Linked DNA regions of Mus musculus: all the other regions are linked to region 5. A link is a contact called in public Hi-C, HiChIP or PLAC-seq and promoter capture Hi-C data. All regions are on one chromosome and are shown on one strand. The core of a region is the stretch at or near the end of the contact, and the rest is flanking DNA. Distances in the headings are between cores, read along the strand shown.

Region 1 (2,700 bases), core at 45-2,544, 1.7 Mb before region 5:
GGGGCACTAATTACTACCAGAAGAATTCCAGTATCCTTGCCTATTCTACTGTTGTTCTGCAATGACTCATCTCTTGATCCACCATTGGACTTGAATGGTAAGTTTCCATTGCCGAGGATGTAGGAGATACACTGTAACCACAGACTCATTCTACCAAAGATAATAGTGTCTTTGCTGTAGGATGCAAAATTAGGTTTTAATAGAGTACTTGAAAAGCTGAACTGAGCAAAAGTGCCTTTTTACAGAAGTAACTTGCATATTTTATATAACTTTAAAAAACATATTTTCCTGAGGTCAACCAGTGTGTATTTAAAAGCAAAGTAGATATTGAAACATGCAATATGAATAATTCATCATTTTCTACCCAAGTCTTGGAATTAAGTGACCTAGAATACTATGAGCAAACAGCACTGAGCAAGTCAATATACATTAGCCCTGTCTCTGTGATAGTCAACAAAGAGTGGAAATTAGTTAAACTTTCATTAACAGTAGGATGAAGAATTAGAAAACATTACATGCTAAATTGATAATAATGGATAGCATGCAACTATCCAAACATTTATACAATGTTTGAAATTATACTGAAAGAGAGAGCACATATAAAAAGATAAAAGACAACAGGAACCCAGAGATATGACTCAGTGCCAGTGTATAAAGCATTTAAATGTTTGTGATACTATAATAGTGTTGTCAATTTAGCAGGCTCAATAATCATGTGCCTCTCAGCTGGTTTGTCAGGACTTACCATAAATGTGGTGGTTTACATGAGAACACTTGCCGGATCAATCTCTTTAAAAGGAATGTTGAATTATGTAAATGAAGGTAGGTAACTTACTGAAAGTAATAAGCTTGCTTTTCACCCTATTCTATTCCCTGAGTGTGAATGTGAAGTAATCAAGTAGAACTATGTGGAAGTACTTTCTCATATGTTTTTACTGTACTTCAGTTTGTATTTGACTCTCAATAAGAATGGAATTTTCTTCCTTTAGGTTTATAGTGACATCTATACAGTAGGATCAGATGTGATCTGGCTGGAAAACAGACACATCCTGAATTGCAATATGATCTGTCTGGAGTAAATCCATGCCCTTACTATACACACCTTTAGTTCCAAACAATGTAGGTAAGTTTAGTTTGTATAAGGAAGCTGCCATATTTGAAAGTGATGTCTAATTGAAGGGCAGACAAAGTGACTAATCAGAAAAAGATTTGACACAATAAGACAGAAGTTGGATGTGTCCAACTTTCATGAGAGTAGGAAAGAACTACTTAAGAGAACAGCTCAGAGTGAGTCAGAGAAAGGGAAGTTTAGTAAATATATTTCAGTTGAATTCAGGCAGTACAGTGGAATCCGGTTGATTTCAATTCAATATAGTTCAATGCAATTCAGTAGAATGCAGTTAAGTTCATTTGAGTTTGTGCAATTCTGTTCATATACATTCAGTCAGTGCAGTTTATGGAATTTAAAGCCAGTTTTCCCAAGCAAAGCAATTCACTCAGAAGCTAAGAGAAACAAATTTGAATCAGTCAGCTTGAGGAGAAGTTTGGGTCAGAACAGCTGAGTGAACCAATCAGCCAAAGTTCTGAAAGAACTACAAATATTGGTTCCTGTCAGCTTCAGCCCCTGGCCACCTTGGGCTCAACCTTGGCAGATGGTCCCACTGTACCCAGAGGACTCTCCCTGCAGCAGGCACCCTAGCACACCCAGGATCTTGGGATCACTGGTGAGTGAAATACAACATCTGTCTCAAAACAACCCGGAGGGGCTTGTAACAGCAAGAACAGGGACAAAGGAAAACCACCTGACTAGCAGCTGGGGTTCATTCTGGTAGGTGCCAGCCCCATGCCACCTTGGGCTCAACCTCTGCAGAAGATCCCACATTTCCCAGAGGACTCTCCATGTTCCCTAGCACAAAGAGGGCTCTGACCCCAGGACTCAGCTGAGAACACCCGGGTCTCACAGAAACCAGTCCACACAAGAGAGATCATGGGACACAGAAGCAACAGAGCTTCTTGGACAGGGTCCCTTTTGGCCTTCATCTTCAGCCAGGAGGTGGATCTGATCTCCAGCCTCTGTGCAACTTCCCTGCAAGAGGAGAGCTTGCCTGCAGAGAGTGCTCTGACCACTGAGACTCAGGAAAGAGTTGGACTCCCAGGAGTGCTGACAGAGGGTAAAGATTCACGGTAGAAACAAGCTCCAGCCAGAGACAGCTAGAACATCTAACACCAGAGATTGCCAGATCAGGAAAGGCAAACATAAGAATCTTACTAACAGAAACCAAGACCACTCTGCATCATCAGAACCCAGTATGCCTACCAGAGCAAGTCCTGGATTACCCAACATACCTGAAAAACAAGATTCAGTTTTAAAATAATATCTCATGGTGCTGGTAGTGGATTTTAAGAAGGGCATTAATAACTCACTTAAATATAGGAGAATACTGCTAAACAGGTAGAAGTCCTTAAAGAGGAAGCACAAAATTCTTTCAAAGATTTACAGGAAATCACTGCTAAACAGATAGAAGTCCTTAAATTGGAAACACAAAAATCCCTTAAAGAATTACAGGAAAACACAACCAAATGGGTGATGGAGTTAAATGAAACCATTCAAGATCTAAAAATGGAAGTAGAAACAATAAAGAAAACCCAAAGGGAGACAACTCTAGAGAAAAAAATACTAGGAAAGAAATCAGGAAACAT
Region 2 (2,700 bases), core at 150-2,649, 1.9 Mb after region 5:
CCATACAATGACCAGAAATGCCTTTCTTGAGGTGCATATCAGATGCACACCCAAACTCTTATTCCAAGTACTCACATCTGTAGCACCAAGGGTGAGACATTTGCTGTGTACCTTTTTCAGAAATGCAGAAAACTGAAGTCTAACCTGAATCATATGTACTGAATCTGAACCTGCACAAGGTCACCAAGATTTATCCTGACGTCAAAGTCTGAGAAATGCTGGGCTATTAGCATAATTAATTCGTTAATTAATCAAGACAAATAACAAGCCTTAGCTGGTAACTCCAAGTCTGCAGAATGTCTTCATAACATTTTGCTTGGAAGACTCAGAGAATGTCATGCCAGTATCTCTCTCTACGGTATAGAGCTTGCATTCTAGGAAGCAGAGAAAATCAAATCAATATGCATATTGTAGGAGGGGGTGCAAATGTGTTATTAAAAATAAAGTGGAGTAAAGAGAAGGGGAGAGTGGGTTGCATTCAAATTCCTTGCAGACATGGTGATAAAAGAGAGCTGAGGCGAGTGAGGCAGCACAAGAGTGTTGTCTATAGTAAGTGCAAGGTCACTAAAGTGAATTTAGGGGAATGAGAGAGATTTAAACTAACCGGTGCGGTCAGAGAGGCAAGAGGGACGATCTCTTGATGAAAGACTACTTAGTGATCCGCCCTTTGACATTTCATCATTAAAATGGGCATGTGCTTTTTGTGGTGGTAGTTTGTTTTTGCTAAGAATAAAGTGCTAGCCAAGCACATTGGATTTGCGTTGTGGGAGTCTGAACAAACTGTCTTGAAAACCAGAAGTTTAAGTTCCGCGGACAAAACTGGTGGGAACTGGAGAAGGATTTTTGTAACTTCTCTAACACCTCAGGCTCCAACACGCCTCATGCTGAGGGATGAGATAAGCATGGTGTCTGGTTGTGGACTGAGGCAAAAATCTCCAACCCCAGGTTACTACATAACCAGAATGAGGAACTGAGGAAGGTAGTGTCAGGCTGAAGAAGGTAAGGTTCCGGTCAGAGTTTCAAACGTATCCACAGTCCAGGTCCTGAATACAGAGAAGAGCCCACAGTTTCAAACCTCAGGCTAGTCCACCCCTTCTCCAACTTAGTGAAACTTCTCCGCCCACGCAGCGCACTGCCTGGCTCCCCAGTCCAGACCTCGCCTATAACCATGTCCTAGTCCACTTTAGACCCGCCAAGACACGCCTCCTTGTATAGACCCCGCCTCACATCCCACCTCTACTCCCAACCTCCAATCAACTCTAAGAGATTGCGTATTGGTCCCGCCTCTCTGGCTAGACCCCCGCCCTGAGTCCGCCCCTGAAGAGCTGCCTTTTAACCCTTTGCCCCGTGAGGCTCCGCCTCCCACTTAAGCCACGCCCCTCAGTCCCAGGCTGGTCTCTCAAGCTTTGGTTTTGGCCCCACCCAGCTCCCCGGCAGGCCGCTTGCGGACTTGGCGACTAGTCTGCGGCGGACGTGACGCCAAGGCCAGGCCACGGGCAGCGCGGGTCCCCTGTCAGAGGTGTCCCTCGCGCAGGAATGGGCCCGCAGGCGGCAGCTGGCAGGATGATTCTGCTGGTGGTCCTGATGCTGTCTGCGAAGGTCGGGAGTGGAGCTTTGACGAGCACTGAGGATCCTGAGCCTCCCTCGGGTAATCTCTCCGAGCCGCTGCGGGCTGGGGCGGGAGGCCAGGCCGGAGGCGCCGGGCTGGGAAGTCCCTGCGTTCCTGCTGCGCCGCCCTGGGCAAGGCAGCCCCAAGGGGCCCCGGGGGCTCCGCGGTTTACACGCCGCTTTCGCCTCTTCTTTGCCGACACAACACAAATCTGTGGTCTGTTTTACAGTTAGTTTCCACGGCAGCGTTTGGCATTGTGTGTATGACTTACAGACTTTATTTTCAATCTGTAGTCGGAATCCTCTGAAGGAAAAGGGGTGCCAACGGATACTAAGAGATTCTGATTTGTTTGTTAGTCTGGCGTTTAAGTGTTGAGATGCAAGGGTTCTTCTCGTAGCTTAAATCCTCAGAGCCTTTGATTTCAAATGATTATATATTCCCAGGACATATATGCTGGGAATAGTTCCTCTTTATGATTAGAGCTCTAGAGACAGCAATAAAACTTTTCATGCCCTTCCAGTCCCTAATCGTAAGTATCTGAGAAGTTCCCAATCTCCAGCTGCTGGAAGGCATGGGGAGACCTCTTTAACTCTCAGGCGAGTTCCAGCTCTGAACCCCTCCTATGGTTTCCAGGAGCTTCAGTTAGGCGTGCAGATTCCAATCCTGCCTTGACCTGATTTTCACAGTAGCTAGGATGTAACCACCTAGATGTCAGATGAAGGAAATGAGGTGCATGTTCAAACTGAAGTTCCACTGAGCTATAGAGAAAAATGAAATCATAATTGCAGAACAGTGGAATCAGAAAAAGTGTTAGTTGTGTTACACAGCCAGATTAAAAAAGACAATTACCATGTTTTCTTATGATAAATCAACCCCAGAGAAGTGTGTGTAGGAAATCATGAGAGGGGAGGAAGAGATCTTGAGGAAGAAGAGTTTAAAACAAGCAAAAGCAGGGTAATAAAACTCATGGGACATTAATGTAGAAGAGAGGACTCTTGGGGGAGGCAGGTGACCAGAAACAGAGAGCCAGGAGCAACTAAGGAATGAATCAGAAGCAATAATGGTATGTATGCAATATGTATGAAAATGTC
Region 3 (2,700 bases), core at 7-2,506, 1.7 Mb before region 5:
ACTCCAATCCCAGGCAGCATGAGCATCCTCTGTCTCAGACTGATGAGAGAATTGCAGCCAACTGGGTAAAATACTCAAAGACTTTCATCAGAGGTTAGGTTGGCCTTAATGGAGGCAATCTTATGCTGACTGAATAAATTATACCTATATATCTAACAAGTTTAGTTATATGAGGATGTCATGAAATATCCTGTGAGTCTCAAATCTCTAGTTTGTTTACTTTCAAGGAGAATGAAGTGCAGGTTTCATAAGATAGCAGTAAAAATTACCACATCACTTGACCAAGTGACATAAAATTTTTATACCTGCCACGAAAGTGTTTTAGACTCAATGAAGGAAATTGCCAGTACATTATGAATGATCTCAGCTAACTGTATGGATTCTAATATTGGTGGCTAAATTCAAAGCAACAGTAGCTTTCAACATCTGTGCTCTAGCACACACACAATTTCTCCAACAACAGCATGTTTTTTAGATTTTTTTCCCCTCTCATCTCTTATAAAAGCGTATGTTCCTTAAAAATTGATGTGTTCAATAAGGTCTCCTCCCCTTCATAGATGATTAACTTAGAATCCAGTGTGACAGTTCTGCCTGCAGTATGTCTTAATCTTCAGCCTTCAGAAGCATGTGTTTCTTCCCAGCCAGAAGAGAGCCAGTTAATGATGTCCATAATGCTCCATCAACATGACTTAAATTCAAAGATGTCTGCATGTGTAATATTCACACTGAAAAAAAAACTGATAATTAAGAGTCTGAAGTACAAAAGGGTAATGCACTGCCCTCAGGCTCAGTGGGGAAGTTCATTAGCAGTGGGATCGTGTCATTTGCCCATCTGTTCATAATCACATTCACTCCGGGAACTAAGTGAAGGAAGTGACATCACATATTCCTTATATATCCACATTTGTAAGTCACATGTAACCCCTTAAATGGATGGGTACCCAGAAGGGGAAAAGAAATCAAAACCCCATCATCATCCAACCCCATCAGCAACAATAACAATTGATTGTGCCCATTTCAAACTTAGTTTAGGAAGAAGAATAATTCATTTGTTTGTTTTTGTTTGTTTGTTTGTTTGCTTGTTTTTTGTATATTCTATCTCTAGGAAATGTACAGAGAAATAGGACACTGCTCTGTTTGTGTGTTAGCATGCCTGTATCATAGGGGCAATTATCTTTCAACTGGTTGGAGACACACCTCTTGTTTATGTGTCCTAAAGATCGAGTGCTTGGCAGCTGCTGTGGTATCAATGGGAGAATGAAGCAGGGCCTCATTAGATTAGCACTAAGCTTATTGCTGGTGGAAGCCTCATTATTATTGGTGACTAAACAGGCAGATTGTCAGGGCGCCTCATGGCGACATGAGCTTTTACAGCTTTTTGTTTGTAGTTATAATAAACAATGAAAGGAAAGCAATCCCTTGGGCACAGTTGCGTTTCAGGGTTTGCTTTTCTTCTGTTTTCTTTTTCTTTTTTTGGGGGGGAGGGGAGGACGGGTGAGAAAAAAATCAGCTTCCAGAGAAGCACTAGTAAGAGAAGCATCTTATTTTAAGGAACCATATTAATGCATGGAGTGTGGTGGAAAAGAGTTGTAAATTATTTAATGTTACCTGTTCTGACCAGGCCCAACACTTAAAACTGAGAGACAGAAAAAAAGATAATTGGCAGGAAGGTAGATAGATGATAGATAGGGACATTGATAGATGAGAGATAGATAGATAGATAGATAGATAGATAGATAGATAGATAGATAGATAGGTAGATAGATAGATAGATAGATAGATAGGTAGGTAGGTAGGTAGGTAGGTAGGTAGATAGATAGATAGATAGATAGATAGATAGATAGATAGATAGATAGATAGATAGATAGATAGGTAGGTAGGTAGGTAGGTAGGTAGGTAGGTAGATAGATAGATAGATAGATAGATAGATAGATAGATAGATAGATAGATAGATAGATAGATAGATTTTCAGATACATTTCCTCTCATGCATACAAATGAGAACGTAGGCTTCCAAGTAGTGAAAGCCTGCTTTTCATTTTAAATAATCTGCAAATGTGAGACATTACATCATCGTCTTAAATGCAAAGCAGATTTTCTTCCTTTCCTTGCAAAACAGTGTTGAAACCAAGTCCTGAATCTTCTACACTCCAAAGTCGTTAAAATTTGCTAGGTCAGTATAAAAGAATATCATTCTCTCTATAAAATGTTTCAAAAGATTTTGGCTCACAATATGATTGAAGGTTTGAAAAATAGAAAATGGAATTGGGCTTTTGAAACTTATCAGATTAAATGAAATCATGTCAACATGAACAGAAGCTTCAAAAATTTGAAAGGTATATTATATTTTAAATAAACAAGCAAGAAAATGCTTTCCTTTACAAGATTTAATTTATGTACAAATGCATATGATAAATAGCATTGCACTCTACGAAATAACATAAATTTCCTATGTTTAAGTATTTTTTGCCCTCTTGTTGGTATTAAGTATATTTATATTGACTCCAAATTCTAATCTCTACTTAATGAAAACAGATTGTTGGATTCTGAAACATCTAATTGGTTTGTCCTTATCATTTTCTGAATGTAAAGTAAAATTTGGAGGATTTTTTTTTCAAGTAAAAGATCTATGAACTCTTGAAAGACAAACTTTTCTCTTTGTCTGTTTGTGTAATTAATGTGTATTACTGTCAAACAGAAA
Region 4 (2,700 bases), core at 184-2,683, 2.0 Mb before region 5:
AGATACACAATACAAAGCACATGAAACTCAAGAAGAACGAGGACCAAAGTGTGGTCACTTTGCCCCTTCTTAGAATTGGGAACAAAACACCCATGGAAGGAGTTACAGAGACAAAGTTTGGAGCTGAGACAAAAGGATGGATCATCTAGAGACTACCATATCTGGGGTCCATCCCATAATCAGCTTCCAAACGCACACACCAATGCATACACTAGGAAGATTTTTTGCTGAAAGGACCCTGATATAGCTGTCTCTTGTGAGACTATGCCAGGGCCTAGCAAACACAGAAGTGGATGCTCACAGTCAGCTATTGGATGGATCACAGGGCCCCCAATGGAGGAGCTAGAGAAAGTATCCAAGGAGCTCAAGGGGTCTGCAACCCTATAGGTGGAACAACAATATGAACTAACCAGTATCCCCGGAGCTCGTGTCTCTAGCTGCATATGTATCAGAAGATGACCTAGCTGGCCATCAGTGGAAAAAGAGGCCCATTGGTAGTGCAAACTTTATATGCCTCAGTACAGGGCCAGGGTCAATAAGTGGGAGTGGGTGGGTAGGTGAGTGGGGGGAGCATATGGGGGACTTTTGGGATAGCATTGGAAATGTAAATGAGGAAAATACCTAATTAAAAAATTAAAATTAAAAAAGACTTTGAGCAATGTAATGTAAGAAAAGTAATGCAAAAGTCTTCCCTGCCCTTATGTGTATGTGTGTGTTTGTGTGTGTGTGTGTATGTGTAAGTGTGTGTGTGTTTGTGAGTGTGTCTGTGTGTGTCTGTTTGTGTGTGTGTATGTGTGTGTGTGCACATGTGTGTGTTTATGTGTGTGTGTGCATGCATGTGTGTGTGTATATGTTATGTGTGTGTGTTCTTACTTTTAAAGTAGATTCATTTCACAATGAAATGAGAAAATAACATATGAACCAATTTTACAAAACTTTTGCTATAGATTTAGTCTTCCAAATCTAGCAGCAAACTATTTCTCAATTCTTCTCGAATTGAAGGGTTAGTTTTCGAATGCTTAAAGAGGAATATTAATCTGATGGTTTGGTTGACGTGGGAGGCATATTTATAAGTGATTGGTGATAGCAGGCCTGATACAGTAATGCTACCTGAATCCTGTCCCAAATAAACACATTTTCCACAAAAAGCCTGAGGGAGTTCATGCACAGGGGAGAAAAACAACAAAAATAAGTTTATTATTTTATTGGGCTCAGTCCAAAATTCCATTAAGATCTGAACAAATTGTGCTGGCACTGCATTTAATGATCTTGAAATCTATTCTAGGGAGGTTGCAAGAGGGCCTTGAAATAATGAACATTGTACCTACTTTGTTTATTTTGAACTCCAAAAGCTATTGACTTTCCAGGATCTGAAACAGAGTATTGAGCAGGAGCCTTAGATGGGGAAGGAGGGTGAGGAAAGGTCTAGAGAACAGACTGAAATGTAATGCCACCCTTGGTCTACATTCAACCATTGCCACGAGCAGGAGGCAAGCCTGAAGTCATATGACAAATCAAGTTCCAGGATTTCAAAAAAAAAAAAAAAAAAAAAAAAAAAAACCCACACACACACACACACAAGGAAAGATTCTCCCAATTAATAATATAAAAGGCAGATTGAAATCTAGTTTTATCACTTTTGGCATAGTGGCATACATGTATCAACTTGTTTGAAAATTACCTCTTATGTAACCAGAATCAGTTCGGCCCATGTTACTCAGTTTCTTCACATCAATATCCCTTTTAAATAATACAGTTTTGAACAGTTAAGAAGAGGAAATGTTTGGAACCAATTATGAGTATCTGCTAGGGCCTGCCAATTCCATATGGTTATTGGAATATCTTCATTGAGTTCCACAGTCACTGTCTATTGAATGAGAAAATACAGATATGTTAATAAAGCACTGGTCATGATTTTAGAACTCATCCTTCAGGACTTGATCTGAGCAAATATAAAATGCAAGTAGTAAGAACATAGACTATTTTGATGATTCCTATATAGTGTCCTTAAAACCTTCTAAGGTGTTCAAATCTATATAAAAATTGAGCAACAAAAAACAAAATGTTTCACTTTCAATCAACCTATATTCTATTCTGTTTGATTCTTTGATTTTTGTTCTATTATTTACCGAGGAAGCTCACATTTTCAAAACCCTGCCTTTGACACAGAGGAATAACATTACAAAAATTAAAACATTCCACTTTCTTAACCACATCAATTTAAAATCAAAATTTAAATTTCTCCCTCACTCTCATTATATCTTTAGAACCACGTTAGAAAATTTTGTACAAAAACAGCTATGAAGCCCACACCCAAGGTGCTACTTAAAGAATAGATATGCTCAGCTTACTCTGGTCTATAAGTAAAATCATAACTTTTCAAGGTGTCACTAAATTATTTGTATAGAATATCCTATTTCTGAAAAGATAATGATATTTTGCTTAATGTTTTTTAGGGTATAATGTCTTTGCAGGTGAAGTGATCAGCCTTCAAAGTTGATAATCTCTAATACAAGCTTAATCAATAAGTGAATTGTCAATGTTCTAATTCTCTATTTATAGTATGTGACATTGCTTATTCTCTGGCTAATAAAGAAACTACTGTGTATGAAAAATGGGTAAGAAAACATGATAAGATAATTATAATTCTTGATTCATTATTCTATTTTGAAACATATGTATGTATAATTTTCTAAGATT
Region 5 (2,700 bases), core at 32-2,531:
AAGCAAGGTTATTATTATCACCGCCTATTGCTCCACTGAACAATTTCACTGAAAAGGAAGACTAGTAGCCGTGTGTGCGCGCACTGTGCCATACAGGACGTGCTGCTACGTGCCCACTTCCAAAACGACTTTATTTACAAAGCGATTACCAAGCTATCTATCTGTTTTCCTTTTGCAGCAGCAGCAGCCTTACTCAGCCCTCGAATTTCTTAATTACAAACCCGTTTGCTTCTAAATCAACCCCAAACCGTCAGGCAAGAGCCCGGAGGGAGGCTGTGCAAGTTTGCACACACCCCCACCTCCTGGATCAAGGGCAACAGCAGAAGCAAGTAACTGTGTATGTGCAAAAAGGTGGATCTGGGGACGAGGATCGCTGAGTTTGTTTACAGAGCAGGGACGCCTCAGCTCGGATGCCAAAGCTACCAAGAGCTGCAAACGCAAACTTAGCAGAAGCACACGTACTCCCGGAGCGTGGAGCAGGCCGTAAAGTGCGGAGCGGATTCCAGAACCCCGGGAGTGGAGCCGCCCCGGCCTGTGAGCGCGCTCGGTCCACCTGCAGCCGCTGCCGCTCCCCGCCCCCAACCCCTGTCCTTGAAAAGAGTGGAGGTGCGGAGCGGGGGTGAGGGGTGGGGAGTTAAAGGGTGCATCCACACTAAGAAAAATACCTCAGTTAGGTGTACGTGCTGCCTGTATATAAAAAAAAACAAAACCACAAACACAAACACAAAGGCGCGGCTCAGGAAAGCGCGCTCAGAGGACAGGACACGATCGGCCCAGGGCTTTAAAAATCTAACTCGGGAAAGCATAGCCATTCTTCGTAGGTTGGGAAGAGTTTGGCACCTAAGAAAACTCTGCAGGGCAGGGAGGCTGAGCGAACCCCTTTTTCCTGTAGAGGGCAGGGCAGATCACTAGGTAAGCCGGGTGAGCGAGCTGGGGGTGGGGAGATCTAGCCAGAAGGAGGTGGGGAGTGCTCCTTGCTCCTCTCCTGTAGATGCTTCCGTGCACTGGGTGGCCGGGAGGACTAGCTCCGTGTCCCTGAGGTGGCAGGCACAACCTCGCCTTTGGGAGCCAGAAAGCCACTTCGGTCCGGAGACCTGCTGGGCGGCGCCGGGGCGCGCAGCCGCTGCGCACGTGCAGCGCGGACTCGCGGACGCGGCAGAGGACCCGATCCAGGGTGCTGATGTTCCGGGATCCGTGTGTTTGCGCTTGCCGCCGGGGAGGCTGTCGCTCCGCCCTTCCTGAGATCCTTATATTAACAGTGGCCAAAGCCCGGAGAAACACAGCTCATTGTTGGCAGCTGCCTGGCGGTCTTGCGGAGCGGCTAGGGCAGCGGAGGAAAAGAAAAGGGAACGGCTCGGAATTTGCTCCAGCGGCTGCTGCAAGACCTCGGCGCCAACCTCGCACCGGCGAGCGCCTCACAGCCCATCGGCTGTCCCTCTATGTGCTGCTGAGCCGGTCCTGGACTCGACGAGCCCGCCTTCGGTGTTCCGAGCAGAAATCGCAAAGACGGAAGGTGAGCGCGGCGGGCGAAGCTAGCCAGGGCTGCTGCCAGCCTAGTCCTCCGAGGGCAGGGCTGGCTCCGGGGACAAGCGTGAGGCGGAGCTGGGGAATAACAACAGGATGTGCAACCACAGGGTGAGGAGGGCTGATTGAATGCCTGAAGTTCGCGGCCCGGCTCCGGGGCACTTCCTTTATTAGGCCACTTCAGGGAACCCAGGGGGGTGTGGGCTCCGGTCCCCCTCCCCCCGCCACACTTTCCCGGATCCTAGGGGAAGGGGCAGGTCGCTCAGCGCCAGGCTGTGCGGGTCCGGCAGGCAGCAGGTCCGCCGAGGTAGCGAGCTCGGGTGCACGGGCTGCTGGTGGGCTCTCTCGGGGGTGGTGGTCTGCAGCTTGAGACGTGCTCGCGGGTACGGGGGGCTACAGAAGTGGGGTGCGCTCTGGTGGGCGACACGTGTGGCGCGGGTCTCAGCGTCTGCTCGTTTCGCTTTCAGGACTGGAAATGGCAGACCATATGATGGCCATGAACCACGGGCGCTTCCCCGACGGCACCAACGGGCTGCACCACCACCCTGCCCACCGCATGGGCATGGGGCAGTTCCCGAGCCCGCATCATCACCAGCAGCAGCAGCCCCAGCACGCCTTCAACGCCCTCATGGGCGAGCACATACACTACGGCGCGGGCAACATGAATGCCACGAGCGGCATCAGGCACGCCATGGGGCCGGGGACTGTGAACGGGGGGCACCCCCCGAGCGCTCTGGCCCCGGCCGCCAGGTTTAACAACTCCCAGTTCATGGGTCCCCCGGTGGCCAGCCAGGGAGGCTCCCTGCCGGCCAGCATGCAGCTGCAGAAGCTCAACAACCAGTATTTCAACCATCACCCCTACCCCCACAACCACTACATGCCGGATTTGCACCCCACTGCAGGCCACCAGATGAACGGGACAAACCAGCACTTCCGAGATTGCAACCCCAAGCACAGCGGAGGCAGCAGCACCCCTGGCGGTGCGGGTGGCAGCGGCACCCCCGGCGGCTCCGGCGGCACCTCGGGCGGCGCGGGTGGCAGCAGCGCGGGCGGCAGCGGCGGTGGCAGCACCATGCCCGCCTCGGTGGCTCACGTCCCCGCGGCAATGCTGCCGCCCAATGTCATAGACACTGATTTCATCGACGAGGAAGTGCTTATGTCCTTAGTGATAGAAAT
Region 6 (2,745 bases), core at 236-2,735, 1.6 Mb before region 5:
TCAACTTACAAAATACTTCTATGAAAGACATTTCAAATTGTGCATATTCTCATTGGCTACCATAGTTGACATATTTATAGGAGAAAAAATCACTTACAAATTAAAATTTAAAATAATCTTTAATGTTAACTAGTAGAAAGTTATGGGTGTTATGGATATCAAAGCAGTGACAATTATAATGACATTTAATTAATTTTATTTAGAAATTCAATTTATAAATGATCAAGGAAGAACTACAAATTTCATGATTTCCTCATTTTTAATTGTAGAGTAGTATTGCATTGTGTAAATGAACCACATTTTCTGTATCCTTTCTTTGGATGAGGGGCATCTGGGTTGTTTCCTGGTTTTGGCTATTCCAAGTAAAGCTGCTATGAACATAGTGGAGCATGCATCCTCTTGACATGCTGTAGCAACTGTTGGGTATATTTCGAGGAGTGGTGTAACTTCGTGTTTGTGTAGAATTATTTCCAAATTTCTGAGGAAGTGCTAGATTGATTTGCAATGTTTGTACCCGTTTGCAATCCTATCAGCAATGGAGGAGTGTTCCTTTTTCTCTGCATCCTAGTCAGCATCTGCTGTTACCTGAGTTCTTGATTTTAGCCATTCAGATTGGTGTAAGCTAGAATCTTGGGGTTGTTCTGATTTTCATTTCCCTGATGACTAAGAATATTGAACATTTATTTCTTTAAGTGCTTCTCAGCCCTTCAAGTTTCCTTAGTTGAGATTTCTCTGTTTAGCTTTGTAGTCCATTTTTGAATTGGGTTATTTGGTTTTCTGGAGTCTGACTTCTTGAGTACTTTGGATATTAGTCCTCTATCAGATGTAAGGTAAGATTCAAGATGTAGGTACTTAGCCAATCTGTGATGTTCCAGGACAGGGCATGACTCTTCCCCTTACATGGATCTTGTTCTAAGAGGAGTCGTTCTTGGAGTAACAATCATTACATTCTGGGGCTTGAGAGGTCAGTAATGCACCTGCCTCACAAATAGGGGGATTAAAGCTGATTTAAAAAACACCCGATGTAAAAAGCCGGAAATGATGGAATAATCTTAGCCCTATGCTGTAGAGACAGGTGGATCCCCAAAATTTCTTGACTAGCAGCCTAGGAAGTCAAACTTTTCAAGATGAAGATGGAAAGGGACCAAGGACAATATCTGATATCAACCTCTGAACTTTCAAAATCATAACCATCTCTCAACACAATATGTACACCTCCATAACTGATAATAAGCGCAAAACAAATGAAAACAAATGACTAGTTTATAAATTTGCTCAACTTGGTCACTTATCAGATTCTTGTCCTTGTAATGTTTCGCCAGCAAAACATACTCGGACAACCAGATCCTTCTACGGCAAAGCTTTATTGCTTACATCTCAGGAAGACCTCGAATACAGGAAACTCAGTCCTTTTAAAACCCACAAGAGTGGTTGGAGACATGACTCACCCTGACTGGCTGCTCACTATCAGCCCAGATGACATGCCACAGGACAGGCAGGGCACAAGGAATGGAGAAATACCCCAGCACATATGCAGACTAATTGTTTATCAGTTAGAACACCGGATATGATTGCAAGGGCGGCTCCTTACATCAGATGGATTCTTGAGATTAGAGAAATCATTTGATGTTAAAACAGATGAAAATGGTAAGTAAGTGTGAATGGAGAGCTGCATAGAGTTAGGTAAGGGAAAGTTTCAGATTACTCGGTTCTTTTGTATGAAAAATTTGAAACATATTCAACTAAAAAACTATGATAAAACAAGCCTCCTGTATAAATTGAAAATGTAGGAACATTATTAATTCTCATCATCAGTTCTGAGGACAATGGCTTTAATCTGTTCATCACTTGACTTCACATGTTCCTCCTTCATAGCCCGATGAACACCCTTGCAACCAAAAGCATTATATTCTGAATCTGCTGTTCAAATATTAAGCAAAAGAGTTCAATGAAACATTGCACTGGAATTTTGGTTTTCTTCTCCCATCACCACATAGCTAGCTAGGTACTAGGACTTGTATCCCATGTACACAATAGACAGCGTAAGAGTGAATATGGATTTGGGGGGGTTAATATATATTTAGTCATACATTATATCAAATATTATTTATTTTATCTCTCCTCTTTCTCTACTTTCCCTGCCAAGTGTGTGTGTGTGTGTGTGTATGTGTGTGTGTGTGTGTGTGTGTTGTGTGTGTGTGTGTGTTGTGTGTGTGTGTGTTGTGTGTGTGTGTGTGTTGTGTGTGTGTATGTGTGTGTGTGTGTGTGTATGTGTGTGTGTGCATGTGTGTGTGTGTGTTGTGTGTGTGTGTTGTGTGTGTGTGTGTTGTGTGTGTGTGTGTTGTGTGTGTGTGTGTTGTGTGTGTGTGTATGTGTGTGTGTGCATGTGTGTGTTGTGTGTGTGTGTTGTGTGTGTGTGCATGTGTGTGTGTCTGTGTGTATGTGTTGTGTGTGTGTCTGTGTGTGTGTGCATGTGTGTGTGTTGTGTGTATTGTGTGTGTGTTGTGTGTGTGTGTTGTGTGTGTTGTGTGTGTGTTGTGTGTGTGTGCACTTGTGTAGTGATATGCACATATGCATAAACCTACATGTGCTTGCCATGGTTTAATGTGTCAAGATCATATATTCTCTACTTCTCCCTTTATGTGGATTTAAAATCAAGTCTCAGATTATATCTTCTTAAGTTCCTTTACTGTAAGCTGAGTCATTTTGCTAGATCACTCATGTTTTTTGTTATAACTTTGAACA
Region 7 (2,700 bases), core at 98-2,597, 1.6 Mb before region 5:
ACGACTTTCCATCACAACAAAGAGCATCATCATGCAGTCTAGTTATCAGTAGGCTTTCAACAGAGCATATATTTCTGCACAGCTATCCTGTACTAGAGATTATAGTTTAACATGACTCGAAAACGATTTCTGAGGCAGATGCTCACAGCCAAGCATTAGACTGAGCACAGGGTCCCAAATGGAGGAGTTAAAGAAAGGACTAAAGGACCTAACGGGGTTTACAACCCCAGAGGAGGCACAACAATATCAACCAACCAGCTCCCTCAGAGCTCCCAGGGACTAAACCACGAACCAAGGATACACATGGAGGGACCCATGGCTCCAGCCACATATGTAGCAAAGGATAGCCTTGTCTGGCATCAATGGGATGAAAGGCCCTTGGTCCTGGAAAGGCTCGATGCCCGAGTGTAGGGGAATGGGAGGGCAGTGAGGTGGGTAGGGAAACCCCCTCATAGAAGCAGTGGGAGGAGGGATGGGGTATAGGGAGACCTGGATAACATTCGAAATGAAAATAAAGAAAATGTCCAATAAAAGAGAAGAAAAAATTAAAAGGATCTCTTTATTTCTGAAAAAGGTTCTTATGAGAAGAAAGGCAGTATATACATGGCATGATTTCCGTATGTGGAAAAAGAAGACCTTATTCGAAAACCTAGGTACCATGATATATGTTTCATATTTTAAATAAGAAAACTGATAAATGTTAATATACTGATAGTAATGGATCTATCTTGGATTTTTTGGTTTTGACTTAGAGATAAGTAATTATTAAATGTATTTACGCACTTGAAACCTGTTCAGTATACCCACACGTGATTTAATCTGAGGTACATGGATAAACAAAATGAATAAATATGATGATTCATTTACAGCAGATGGTTTTTAATATCTGTTGTTTGAATTTATGGCAAATAGTTTGAAATCACAGATTCACTTCTGTGCTTGCCCCTCTACAATATGCTGCTATATAGCCACACAGATTTAGGGTTTTATAAAACCACATTCCCGTTTATCTGGATTAGAAAAAAAAGAAAGAAATACTGCCCTTCTTTTAAAATAGAATGCTAGCCCAAATTTCTTTCTATCGATTATCAAACAGGCTTCTGTTTGGGGGAGATAAAAGTTTTAAGCTAGTGTGACACTAATGTATATTTATATATGGTTTAGCTTAATAAAACATATAAAAATCATCAGTAACATGGAGCTTTCTAAGCAGAGAAATTATCTTAAGTGTAGTACAAATATTTTCCTTTCTGTTGCAGATGAAGGAAGCCAGGAACAGGGCAATAAAAATCGATTCAGTTTCTGCTCTGTGCCTCTGAAGCAGGCAAACCATGTCTCGGCAATGTTGATCTTAATTGTTTTTATTTTACTGAATTTTTCAACTCTCATTGATAACTTGATTTCATTGCCTTAGGTATTAATTCTCTAAAATCTACAGTGTGGTTTCACTAACTATGATGTGAGAAAATCATCTAAATCTTGTTTCCTATAATGGTTCTGCCCTTTCCTCTGCTTGGAGGGCATGTTTTTCTGCAAGATAGGGAATGATGTCATTTTGTGCAGAGAATAATTTACCACCTGCTGGAAGTAGGAGGCATATTGTGGCAGCTGCATTACTGATTTGAAAAAGCAGCAAAATATAAATGTATAGATGAGAATGTCAGTGTAATGGGTGGGGAAGTATAACACGCTTTCCCCAACAACAGCTGGAAAATTATACTAAGCCCAAAATAGTATCTGTTGGCTTCAAACCAAGTGTTTCTGTTACTAGTACTATACAGAGCAGAAACATCGCTCACAAATGAATTTCCATTATATTTACAGAAGTAGCTTTTTTCCTGGAAGGCATGGAAGGTATCTAGGAGACAGGGGAGAACAGGAAATGATGGACTTCATAAACCCATTCATTTTTAAATAGGTTCCTAGAGTTGTCAGATAACAAAGAAGAAATCAATCCTTATTTATTTATTTATTTATTTATTTATTTATTTATTTATTACTGTTTAAGATTGGTTTTACATAAGGATTCATAATATTCCAAAAAGAAATCTACAATTTTATTTGAAAATAATGTCTATTAATGACAAATTTAAACAGTCATGAATGCGATGGATGCATTGTGTATTTACAAGGGACTTAATGTATGAATGTGATTGTGCAGCAAATAAGAATTGCATCTGTAAACAAGCTTTTTTGCTACATAGATTATAAGCTATAGCTAATGTAGAAATTGTGACTTACAATCAATCCTGTGGTGTGTCTTTATACTTATTTAGACTTTCCGGAAGTGGACTATGCAAGCACATGGTCTTTTCATACATAAAGTGGGTCAGCAGACTCTCCTCTCATCCTCAGTAACACCAAATGTTACCAGTACCCTTGATTATTCAACCGGTGAAATTATAAATGTCTGTCACATTAGAGATTTTGTTTTTAAATTATTCACACATATGTTTATTTATATGTATGTAGATGTATTGGAGATTATTTCAATTCAATTTCAAAATGCTGAACCATCTCTCTTAATGTTACATTTAAAAAGTAATATATTTAAAAATTTCAACGAGTTTCAATATTTTATCCACTTCCCAATGCTTTCCTTGCCTTTTCATATGAATATTATTTTATACTTATTATAATTTAAGGTGATTATAAAAATAATTGATTTTTATATACTTGCTATATTATTTATTTGGATAT

The links. Promoter capture Hi-C pulls out the DNA fragments that hold promoters and counts their contacts. Hi-C and Micro-C count contacts between places; a contact is called where the count stands out from the background. HiChIP or PLAC-seq counts read pairs in DNA pulled down with a chosen protein or histone mark. Capture Hi-C pulls out chosen DNA fragments and counts their contacts.
Region 1: an H3K27ac HiChIP or PLAC-seq map of the NIH/3T3 cell line shows a contact between it and region 5, with 11 times the contacts expected there. The contact joins the enhancer-like site here to the promoter of Cited2 in region 5. A contact is called at or near these places in 3 of 39 promoter capture datasets (the 3T3-L1 cell line, hippocampal neurons and pre-B cells) and 6 of 115 datasets of contacts at active chromatin or transcription factors (the NIH/3T3 cell line, VIP interneurons, bone marrow-derived macrophages and 3 more).
Region 2: a promoter capture Hi-C map of liver shows a contact between it and region 5, with 3 times the contacts expected there. The contact joins the promoter of Ifngr1 here to the promoter of Cited2 in region 5. A contact is called at or near these places in 1 of 39 promoter capture datasets (pre-B cells) and 1 of 9 other capture datasets (liver).
Region 3: a contact with region 5 is called in a Hi-C map of embryonic cerebral cortex, with 4 times the contacts expected there. The contact joins the enhancer-like site here to the promoter of Cited2 in region 5. A contact is called at or near these places in 6 of 39 promoter capture datasets (the 3T3-L1 cell line, the C10 cell line, embryonic stem cells and 3 more), 1 of 15 datasets of contacts at CTCF or cohesin (large pre-B cells), 3 of 484 Hi-C or Micro-C datasets (embryonic cerebral cortex, embryonic somatosensory cortex and neural progenitor cells) and 14 of 115 datasets of contacts at active chromatin or transcription factors (the NIH/3T3 cell line, acute myeloid leukemia, astrocytes and 11 more).
Region 4: a promoter capture Hi-C map of liver shows a contact between it and region 5, with 8 times the contacts expected there. The contact joins the enhancer-like site here to the promoter of Cited2 in region 5. A contact is called at or near these places in 4 of 39 promoter capture datasets (embryonic stem cells, hippocampal neurons and liver), 2 of 15 datasets of contacts at CTCF or cohesin (large pre-B cells and pro-B cells), 5 of 484 Hi-C or Micro-C datasets (the AML12 cell line, cardiomyocytes, cortical neurons and 1 more) and 16 of 115 datasets of contacts at active chromatin or transcription factors (the 230-238 cell line, the NIH/3T3 cell line, T-cell acute lymphoblastic leukemia and 13 more).
Region 6: a contact with region 5 is called in a Hi-C map of the C2C12 cell line, with 5 times the contacts expected there. The contact joins the enhancer-like site here to the promoter of Cited2 in region 5. A contact is called at or near these places in 4 of 39 promoter capture datasets (embryonic stem cells, hippocampal neurons, liver and 1 more), 2 of 15 datasets of contacts at CTCF or cohesin (large pre-B cells and pro-B cells), 2 of 484 Hi-C or Micro-C datasets (the C2C12 cell line and myeloid progenitors), 16 of 115 datasets of contacts at active chromatin or transcription factors (the 230-238 cell line, the NIH/3T3 cell line, T-cell acute lymphoblastic leukemia and 13 more) and 1 of 9 other capture datasets (embryonic stem cells).
Region 7: a contact with region 5 is called in an H3K27ac HiChIP or PLAC-seq map of VIP interneurons, with 9 times the contacts expected there. The contact joins the enhancer-like site here to the promoter of Cited2 in region 5. A contact is called at or near these places in 4 of 39 promoter capture datasets (the 3T3-L1 cell line, hippocampal neurons and liver), 2 of 15 datasets of contacts at CTCF or cohesin (large pre-B cells and pro-B cells) and 16 of 115 datasets of contacts at active chromatin or transcription factors (the NIH/3T3 cell line, SST interneurons, T-cell acute lymphoblastic leukemia and 13 more).

Annotation. Positions count from the first base shown.
Region 1 is chr10:16,013,742-16,016,441 of GRCm38.p6, forward strand. No RefSeq gene overlaps it. Among named protein-coding and RNA genes, the nearest start is that of C330004P14Rik, 220 kb to the left of the region's middle. Within about 2 kb of position 1,295, at least 7 of the 459 cell types and tissues checked have an H3K27ac peak or open chromatin away from gene starts, as enhancers often do. A contact at or near this core is called in the NIH/3T3 cell line, where this site is marked.
Region 2 is chr10:19,590,550-19,593,249 of GRCm38.p6, forward strand. It overlaps Ifngr1 (interferon gamma receptor 1), which reads left to right and starts at 1,400. Exons shown (of 7, transcript NM_010511.3): 1 at 1,400-1,648. The coding sequence starts at 1,537.
Region 3 is chr10:16,051,910-16,054,609 of GRCm38.p6, forward strand. No RefSeq gene overlaps it. Among named protein-coding and RNA genes, the nearest start is that of C330004P14Rik, 260 kb to the left of the region's middle. Within about 2 kb of position 1,257, at least 10 of the 459 cell types and tissues checked have an H3K27ac peak or open chromatin away from gene starts, as enhancers often do. A contact at or near this core is called in embryonic cerebral cortex, where this site is marked.
Region 4 is chr10:15,745,683-15,748,382 of GRCm38.p6, forward strand. All of the region lies in intron 2 of Gm40604 (a long non-coding RNA gene), which reads right to left. Among named protein-coding and RNA genes, the nearest start is that of Gm32283, 7.8 kb to the left of the region's middle. Within about 2 kb of position 1,434, at least 4 of the 459 cell types and tissues checked have an H3K27ac peak or open chromatin away from gene starts, as enhancers often do. A contact at or near this core is called in liver, where this site is marked.
Region 5 is chr10:17,721,947-17,724,646 of GRCm38.p6, forward strand. Cited2 (Cbp/p300-interacting transactivator, with Glu/Asp-rich carboxy-terminal domain, 2) reads left to right here and starts at 1,282. Exons shown (of 2, transcript NM_010828.3): 1 at 1,282-1,513; 2 at 1,992-2,700. The coding sequence starts at 2,000.
Region 6 is chr10:16,158,221-16,160,965 of GRCm38.p6, forward strand. No RefSeq gene overlaps it. Among named protein-coding and RNA genes, the nearest start is that of C330004P14Rik, 370 kb to the left of the region's middle. Within about 2 kb of position 1,486, at least 18 of the 459 cell types and tissues checked have an H3K27ac peak or open chromatin away from gene starts, as enhancers often do. A contact at or near this core is called in the C2C12 cell line and acute myeloid leukemia, where this site is marked.
Region 7 is chr10:16,122,439-16,125,138 of GRCm38.p6, forward strand. No RefSeq gene overlaps it. Among named protein-coding and RNA genes, the nearest start is that of C330004P14Rik, 330 kb to the left of the region's middle. Within about 2 kb of position 1,348, at least 7 of the 459 cell types and tissues checked have an H3K27ac peak or open chromatin away from gene starts, as enhancers often do. A contact at or near this core is called in VIP interneurons, where this site is marked.